2 separate regions of the Mus musculus genome follow, and region 2 is linked to region 1. Evidence: chromatin contacts called from public HiChIP or PLAC-seq data. All regions are on one chromosome and are shown on one strand. Each heading gives the region's core, a stretch centred on a gene start, on an enhancer-like site or on the middle of the called end of the contact. The rest is flanking DNA. Distances are from core to core; before and after follow the strand shown.

What was found. HiChIP or PLAC-seq counts read pairs in DNA pulled down with a chosen protein or histone mark.
Region 2: an H3K4me3 HiChIP or PLAC-seq map of forebrain shows a contact between it and region 1, with 7 times the contacts expected there. The contact joins the enhancer-like site here to the promoter of C1qtnf1 in region 1. A contact is called at or near these places in 4 of 39 promoter capture datasets (cranial neural crest, embryonic stem cells and neural stem cells), 3 of 15 datasets of contacts at CTCF or cohesin (the NIH/3T3 cell line, embryonic stem cells and stem cell-derived epiblast-like cells), 18 of 484 Hi-C or Micro-C datasets (the G1E-ER4 cell line, the HL-1 cell line, bone marrow-derived macrophages and 12 more), 11 of 115 datasets of contacts at active chromatin or transcription factors (bone marrow-derived dendritic cells, embryonic basal ganglia, embryonic forebrain and 7 more) and 3 of 9 other capture datasets (adipose tissue, liver and macrophages).

What each region holds. Positions count from the first base shown.
Region 1 is chr11:118,426,198-118,429,892 of GRCm38.p6, reverse strand. It overlaps C1qtnf1 (C1q and tumor necrosis factor related protein 1), which reads right to left and starts at 1,436. Exons shown (of 4, transcript NM_001204129.1): 1 at 1,325-1,436. Gm35598 (a long non-coding RNA gene) reads left to right here and starts at 1,532. Exons shown (of 3, transcript XR_880340.2): 1 at 1,532-1,759.
Region 2 is chr11:118,751,111-118,754,791 of GRCm38.p6, reverse strand. The region is part of intron 2 of Rbfox3 (RNA binding protein, fox-1 homolog (C. elegans) 3); the gene reads left to right. Among named protein-coding and RNA genes, the nearest start is that of Gm11750, 32 kb to the left of the region's middle. Within about 2 kb of position 2,296, at least 17 of the 459 cell types and tissues checked have an H3K27ac peak or open chromatin away from gene starts, as enhancers often do. A contact at or near this core is called in cortical neurons, forebrain and neural stem cells, where this site is marked.

The DNA of each region.
Region 1 (3,695 bases), core at 187-2,686:
CTCCCAGGGGGATCCCAATGACATTTCTCAGTTTTTCCTTTTTTTTTTTTTTTCATTGTTGTTTTCCTTTTCATTTGGTTACTTTGAAACTGCATCTCACTCTATTTTCCTTTGGTTACTTTGAAACTGCATCTCACTCTATTTTCCTTTGGTTACTTTGAAACTGCATCTCACTCATGGTCTCTGTCAGACCATGCTGTCTGGCTCAGGATGGCTCAGGCTAGGCTCAGGCTAGCCGCAGCCTTTCTGCCTCACAGTCTTGAGCCAACATATTCCGTGAAAATTAAAGTTGGTATTTGGTTGTGGCTGTTTCCAGTACTGGAGAAGCAACCCCTGACCTTTCACACGCTAGGCACTACACACCCTGCGTCTGATCCACATGCCGAACCCTGTTGTCAAAGCTGAAGAATCATGTTCTGTGGTCTCCATTCCAAGAAACAGGTCACAGGAACAGAAGGAGTCGGAGAGGCAGCTCCCTCTCACCCTTCCCAGAGACAAGGGTGGAGCCAGGAGTAGCTGGATGGGAGGAGGCTCTCCAGGGCAGGGAGCAGCCTGGGTGGGTGCATGAATAGATGGGGTGGGACTCAGGTTAACCTGTAAGTTACATCTTCACCCACAGAGATGCCCAGACTTGTGAGTCTAGGTGGACACAGGCTGAACAAAGGTCCTGGGGCATCTTAGAGTCTGCAGCCAGCCCTAGCTCAGGGCTACTCTTAGCACCATAGGCAGCTTTTTTCCTTCCCAGGAAGGTCCAAGGAGAAGGGATATTTGTTTTTTCCTGCCCAAACTGGATGTCCTCCAGGAACAGCGAGGCTGTTAGAAGAAGGGGCCAGAGTCCACACTTCCTGTTCAGTGTTGGGGTTCCAGCTGACCACTGACAGATGGGACAGACCTGATCCTAGCTGTCCCAGGTGATACGGACAGGCATGGGGTGGCACAAGCTGGGAACAGAGCTGCTCTTTCTCCTTCCACACCCTCTAAAGAGCATCCGGGTAAAAGAGAGACACCCCACAAAACAGTGGAAGAATGCATAGTTGGTCCTGTCAGCATCCTACCCGCTAAAGAGCCCGCCCCCTGCACGCTCCAGGGAGCCCCAACAAGCTGCCTCTCTGCACAGCCAATCTGTGCAGGGGGAATTAGCAAGAATAACTCAATGCTGTCCCCAAAACTTCTGCCCTGCTCTGTCTGCCCCTTTGCTGTAAGTCCACATCACATCTCACTCCAGAGAAAGCGTCTACTCAGTCACGCCTGGGCACCCAGATGAAGCCACGAAGACGGAGCTCAGAGGCATGGGAGTCCTTCCCGGTCTGTCCAAGCCACCTACCTCCTTCCAGCTGAGCCGGCTGTGCAATGAAATCCTCCAGCCTCTCAGGGCTCTCGGGGAGGCGTCTCTTAGAGCATCTCCCAGGGGCTGAGCCTTCTAGGCTAGGTCAGGAGGGGAAGCACAGACGTGTCAAAGCAGAGAGAGAGAGAGGGAGGGAGGGAGAGAGAGAGAGAGAGAGAGAGAGAGAGAGAGAGAGAGAGAGAGAGAGAGAGAGAGAGAGAGAGAGAGAGAGCCCGAGGGAGAAAAAAGTCCCCCAGGGGGAAACACTTAAGGAGGAGGAAAGGGGGAGGTGCAAGGCACAGCAGTCCCAACACCTTTATCTCCTCAGCTGCCTCCAAGGTCTCTTTGGCCAGAAACGGAAACGTGGTTTCTCTCAGAAGTAGAGGAAGAGAGGAAGAAAGAGGGACCAATACAAAGCGCCAACCCCAGCCAGATGTGAGTTGTGGAGGAGCCTAGACCGCTCCTAGTGCTTTCTATCCAAACAGCAGCCGCCAAGAATTAACTGTGTGTGTGCCCGGCTGGCTGGCTGGCTGACTGGCTGTCCCTACTTCTGGACGCCCCAGGGAGCTGGCACAGGCTAGAAGGGGATGGAGGTGGACGCTTCTGTTTATCTAGAGGTCTTTCCAGATGTGAAGGTGGCTGTGAGCCCAGGACGAGGATATTCCATGCAGGACAGAGACCTGCAAAAAGGCAGAGAATCTCAATTGGTGGTAGGAGCATTGATTTAGGTGTGTGAGTCCCAGCAGTGGTCCCATCTGAGACCCTTGCCATCAGGGCTACTTGTACTCCAGGGACCGAGGGTAAATTTGGTATCCATGATTCCTTTGTAGCAAAATGGCAGGTTGTGTGTTCATGCAAGTATGTATTGGAAGGGGATCACTCAGTTGCTAAGAGTCTAGAGAACCCTATGAGGCAAAGGTGGGCAGGCAGCATCTGGAGGGTCCAGGTCCTCCAGTGAAGCCCTGGAGTGTGGTGCTGGGCCAGCACTCTGCTCTGGACATTCCTTAATCTTACACACATGCCCTCGTGAGTCTCCTCCTGTGGGGATCATGTCCCAGGCTTCTACAGATCAGTCCCTCCTAGCCTCCATCCCCAAACACTGAGTCAGAAAGCTTGCTCTGGGATCTTATTACAACTCTAAAAGAGAGAGGATCTGAACTGAGATATGAAACTACCCTGGTGACATCAGACTCTGAGAGCGCCTTCTCCCTCCCCCTCCCTCTCCCCCTCTCTCCCCCCTTCTCCCCCTCTTCCTCTCCCCTTTCTTTTCTCCTCCCTCTCCCCCTTTCTCCCTCCTCCCTCTTTCTCTCCCCCCATCTCCCCCCCTTCTCCCTTCCCCTTCTCTCCCTCTCTCCATTTTTCTCCCTTTACCCCTTCCTCTCTCCTCTTTTTCTCCCTCCCTCTTTCCTTCCCCTCTCTGCCTCCCCTCCCCACCCTTCCTCCCCCTCCCACCCCTCCTTTCCTCCCTCCTCTCTCTAGGCAGGAGATGCTGGTTTGGGATAGCCCAGGCAAAACAAACAGGCTGCACTTTTCTACTCTTTGCTGTGCCAGCATAAAGAAGGGCCAACAGAATCGAAAGGGGAAGAGAAGGGGTGCAAGCCAGTGCCCCCATCATCTCCTCCCAAGGCTGGGCATAGAAAGGCAGACGTCAAATCCCAGAATGGCCCAGGATGGAAGGAGAAGAGGGAGGATTTGACGTCAGGCAGAAGTCTGTGAATTCCCACAGGCTTCTCCAGAAATTCCAAATCCAAGTGCCAACTCATGAGAAGGAAAGACATTGCTGGCCCTCTGGTACCCGGCGGAGCACTTAAGGACGCCTTCAAGAATACATAGATGTGTTCCACCAGAGATGTGGCCAGCCCCAACCTAGCAGCCCTGAGGAGAGTTCCTGTTGCTTGGCAAATATCTAAGACTGAGCAAATTGCATCCTTGGTTATCTATATAGGAAAAGGCAAAGACAAGATTCCCCTCATTCCTGTAAGTGACATGCCGCTTCCCACCCAGCACATGGACCCAGCCTGTCCCTTGTCTCTCTGTCCCCAACATCTTTCACAGTAGAGATGCCAGGGAGAGCAGGCAGCAGAAGCAAGAGGGACCCTTAACCCCACACCCCCTGTCCAGGGCTGCTGCAGGGTCAACAAAGAGTCTTGGAAATCTTGTGAGGAGAGAATGCAGCATTGCTTTTTATCATGGTCCCACCCAGAAGACTCAGCTTAGTGAAAACCTGGCTCAGAGCAGTACAGCAGGATTCATACAGTTGGGCATGTGACTCAGGAGAGGGACACACACACCCAAGATGGATTTAGGATGGAGGTTGGGAAAGCAGCACTCTCTAATGTAATTCTGAGATGCCAACCTGGGGGTCAAAAGC
Region 2 (3,681 bases), core at 1,047-3,546, 320 kb before region 1:
CACAGCACTACCCTCTTGTGTATCCAGGGCAGGCATGCCTCCTTAAGCAGCAGGTCTGAGCTGAGTGGTGTTTGCCTGGCAGACTTGGGAGACGCTGTGTGCCATTGGCCCTGCCCCTGTCCACCTCTTCCTGCCGTGGCCAGCTGATCTCTGGGCTCCTCTGTAGCTTCCTCCTCCTGGCAACCTGAGCTGGCTGCTGCTGCAGACCAGCCACAGCCTACACACCATAGAGTGAGCCCCATTCTCTGTGCTGACTTCCTTCTTGTTCTCAGCCAAGACCCTTGGTTGACACACACATGGCCTGTCGCCTGATTGTGTTAATGTGACAGGGATGAGTATTCTGTGAGACAATCACCCAGGTGTCCTGTGCCTTTCTTTGTGAAGTTGCTGACAGAGACTCAGATGGAGGAGATGTGGGGGATGGGAGCCTTCCTGTAGTGCAGAAAGAACTTGGCCAGTGTTTGGTATGGAGATGTGTGTGTGTGTGTGTGTGTGTGTGTGTGTGTGCCTTTGTTGCATGACTCCATGTGTGTCACTGCCTCTGTGCATGTCTGTGTGTGTCTGTGTATGTGTATGTGTGTACCTTTGTTGCATGACTCCATGTGTGTCCCTGCCTCTGTGCATGTCTGTGTGTGTCTGTGTATGTGCATAATGGAGGAGGTAGGACCTGGTAGCTGATATCCTCTGAATGAGGCCAGCCATGACCCAGTCACTTTTAAAACGTATTTTTAGGGCTGGGAAGATGGCTCAGTATGTAAAGTGCTTGCACACAAGTGTGAGGAGCTAAGTTTGATCATGAGCACCCAAGTGAAAGCCAAGTGTGATGGGTGCCTGCTTATAATCCTAGCACCTGAAGGCAGAGACAGACGGCTCCTGGGGCTCACTGGCCAGACAACGTGGTCTAATAGGCAAGCTCCAGGTCGCAGTAAGAGGAGACCCTGTCTCAAAAACCAAGGAGATGGTCCTGAGAAACAACACATGAGGCTGCCTTCTGGCCTCCAGCCCTATGTACACTCAAATATGGGTTTTTATTTCATAACTGTGTTAAAATCTATTTAATAATAAAACCTAGTGTTATGTCTTCAGTTCAAGATACCATATGAACTCAGGGTTAAGTGACAATTGTCACCATCCAGTTCCAGAACAAATGATTCTCTGGCTCCCATCCCCCTCCCCATCTCCATCCACCCCCTTCCTCCTCCTTTCTGTTTCTGCGAGCTAGGAGTCCTGAGAGAGACCCTTCAGGGATCTCTGGGAGTCATTTCATCAAATACATCTTCAAGACGTATGTATGCTGTCACGTGAGTCAGAATGCTCCCCTTTCCTCTTAACCTTCTCTCTCTCTCTCTCATGTGTGTGTGCGTGTGTGATGAGATATGTCTGTGCATGCTTGTATGCATGTCTGCACGTGTGTGGAGGCCTGATGTCATAACTGAACCACATTGTATATGGGACTGTGGTACCCAGGAGGCTCTTCTTTCCCTACTGTTGTTGTTGTGACGTATGATGAACTGAAACCTTCCAGGTTCTAGGACTCACAGAGCCTGTCAACAGCAAGTGGGGTCAGCCTCAAAGCCACACAGGTCCCCTCCACTCAATAATGACCCAGATATGCCACAAGAATGTAAGAAGGCCTTGGTCTGGTCAGACACAAGCCTGGGGTTAGGATGTCTCTAGGCCCTGACAAGCACGCCTGCACCAGGCATTGGTTCTTTAGAAATATATCTGCATATAAAACAATGGAGATCCTGCCCCAGTTTGCTAGGCTTCAGCTGGTCACCTTGGGGTCTGAAATATTGGCTGGGGTCTCGGGTCAATGGGGCGCTGATGTCTGTTGTGGAGGTGGTAGAGAGGATGGGCTGTCTCTGGGCAGCCACTTGAACCCGGAAGACTCAGAATTCTGAGATGAAATCACACCCTGGGAGGGTGGGATGAGGTTCCATCTCGTTTGTGCAGTGGTAGTCACTATTCCTGAGTTTGGTAGTCATTGCTCATCTGCTGGCCTGTGTGCAGGCAGCTGGCCGATCAGTGGTTGGGAACCCTCTGGGGACAAAGGGACTACAGTGACCTCTCTCTCCTGTGGCTGTCACTCATGCCTTCGAGGAGTTGAGGGCCACCTTAGCTGTCTTCAGCCCACTGCCAGGCTGTGGCTAAATGGCTCCTCCTAACCACAGGCGATTAGCAGCTGCCTGGGCTGAAAGCACAGATGCTGACAATGAGCCACTGGCCTGAGCATCATGCCACAGGACCCCACTCTGCCCAGATGGTATGAGATCATACATGCTAGGGGATTTCCCTGGGGTGGGGCACTCTCCTCTGGGTCTGCCTCTTTCCACACAGTGCTACCCGGAGGCTCTCTCCTGGCTTGCTCTGGCACTCTCCAGATTGTAACCTGAACTGGAGCAGCTGGCAGACAGACAGGCAGACAGCAGACCGACTGACACACAGGCATGAGGCCAAGAGAAAGAAGGCAGCAGGTGCAATGAGCATGGATAGGTCTCCCTTCACCCTGTGCATAAACATGGTGCCCACCAGTGTGCCCGTGCTGGAATGGGTCCATTCTGAGGGGCATACATTGGGGATTCTGTGCATTAATCCATCTTTGCAAGGAAAAGGGGAAATTATTCATAATTAAAAAGTAATAATAATGTGTTGTGAAGGAACTCGGCAGCACGTTACCCAGAAAGAAGGGGGAGGGCAGGCAGTCTATTTTTAATGGTCTCCATGGCAACAGAGATTTTGTTTACACTGATTTTTTCCCCCTAGTTCTTCAGTAAGGCAATTGCTGATTTGCATTTTATTGGAAAATGTAGCCTGCAAGTCCCTGAGGTGGGCAAGGGGCCCTAGCATCTGGGGAGCCTCACTCCCCACCCCAGATGCCTCGGAAGTCTTCTGTGAGGCTCCAGGACCTGGGAAACTGCAAATATGCGGCTGGTACACCTGTGGGACTCTTCTGTCCTGCAGCCTGGACCACCTTATTCTTCTTGTCTATCCCTACCCTGTAGTGGATGCTGCTTGCATCTTACAGTTAAAACTGGTTCCTCAAGGTGTGGTTGCCCCCGATGACAAGCAGATACTCTCATACTCAAGAGATGCCTTGCGAACCTTCTTCTCAATGTAACTGGTCAATAAAAAGCTATAGCCTATGATTGGACAGTGAGGGAGTAAGGTGAGACTGTAGATTTGAGAGGAGGTTTCAGGGAGAGGGGGAGAAAGGATGGACAGAGAGGAGGAAGCTACAATGAACCAGACCCACATGGCCAGGAGAAGCAGCAAGTAACAAGGGGCTTTATAGCTGGGGAATAAGTTAAAACAGCCCTAGATCTGCCCAATGTAAGCATGTGGTTTATAAATAAAACACCTGGTTTGTGTGTCTTTTAAATGGGCTTACTGGAACTTTAATTCCAACATTACTATCCTGTTGGGAGCACTGCCATGCCCCCCATGCTCACTGGACCTGCTCGACAGAGACCCATTCCACCTGCATGGGTAGCTGGTCAGGTTCCCATCCTTTCTGCCTCCTGCTGTGCCAGGCAGGTGGGGGCGCCTGGGCACAGAGCCCAAGCCACTGGCAGAGGGGCAGATGGACGCCAGCAGTCCACCCTGAGGAAGTCAATGTGCGTGGATGCCGGCCAGGTCCCGGAAGGATGGTGCAGACCAGACATGCAGGTGGGCGTGCTC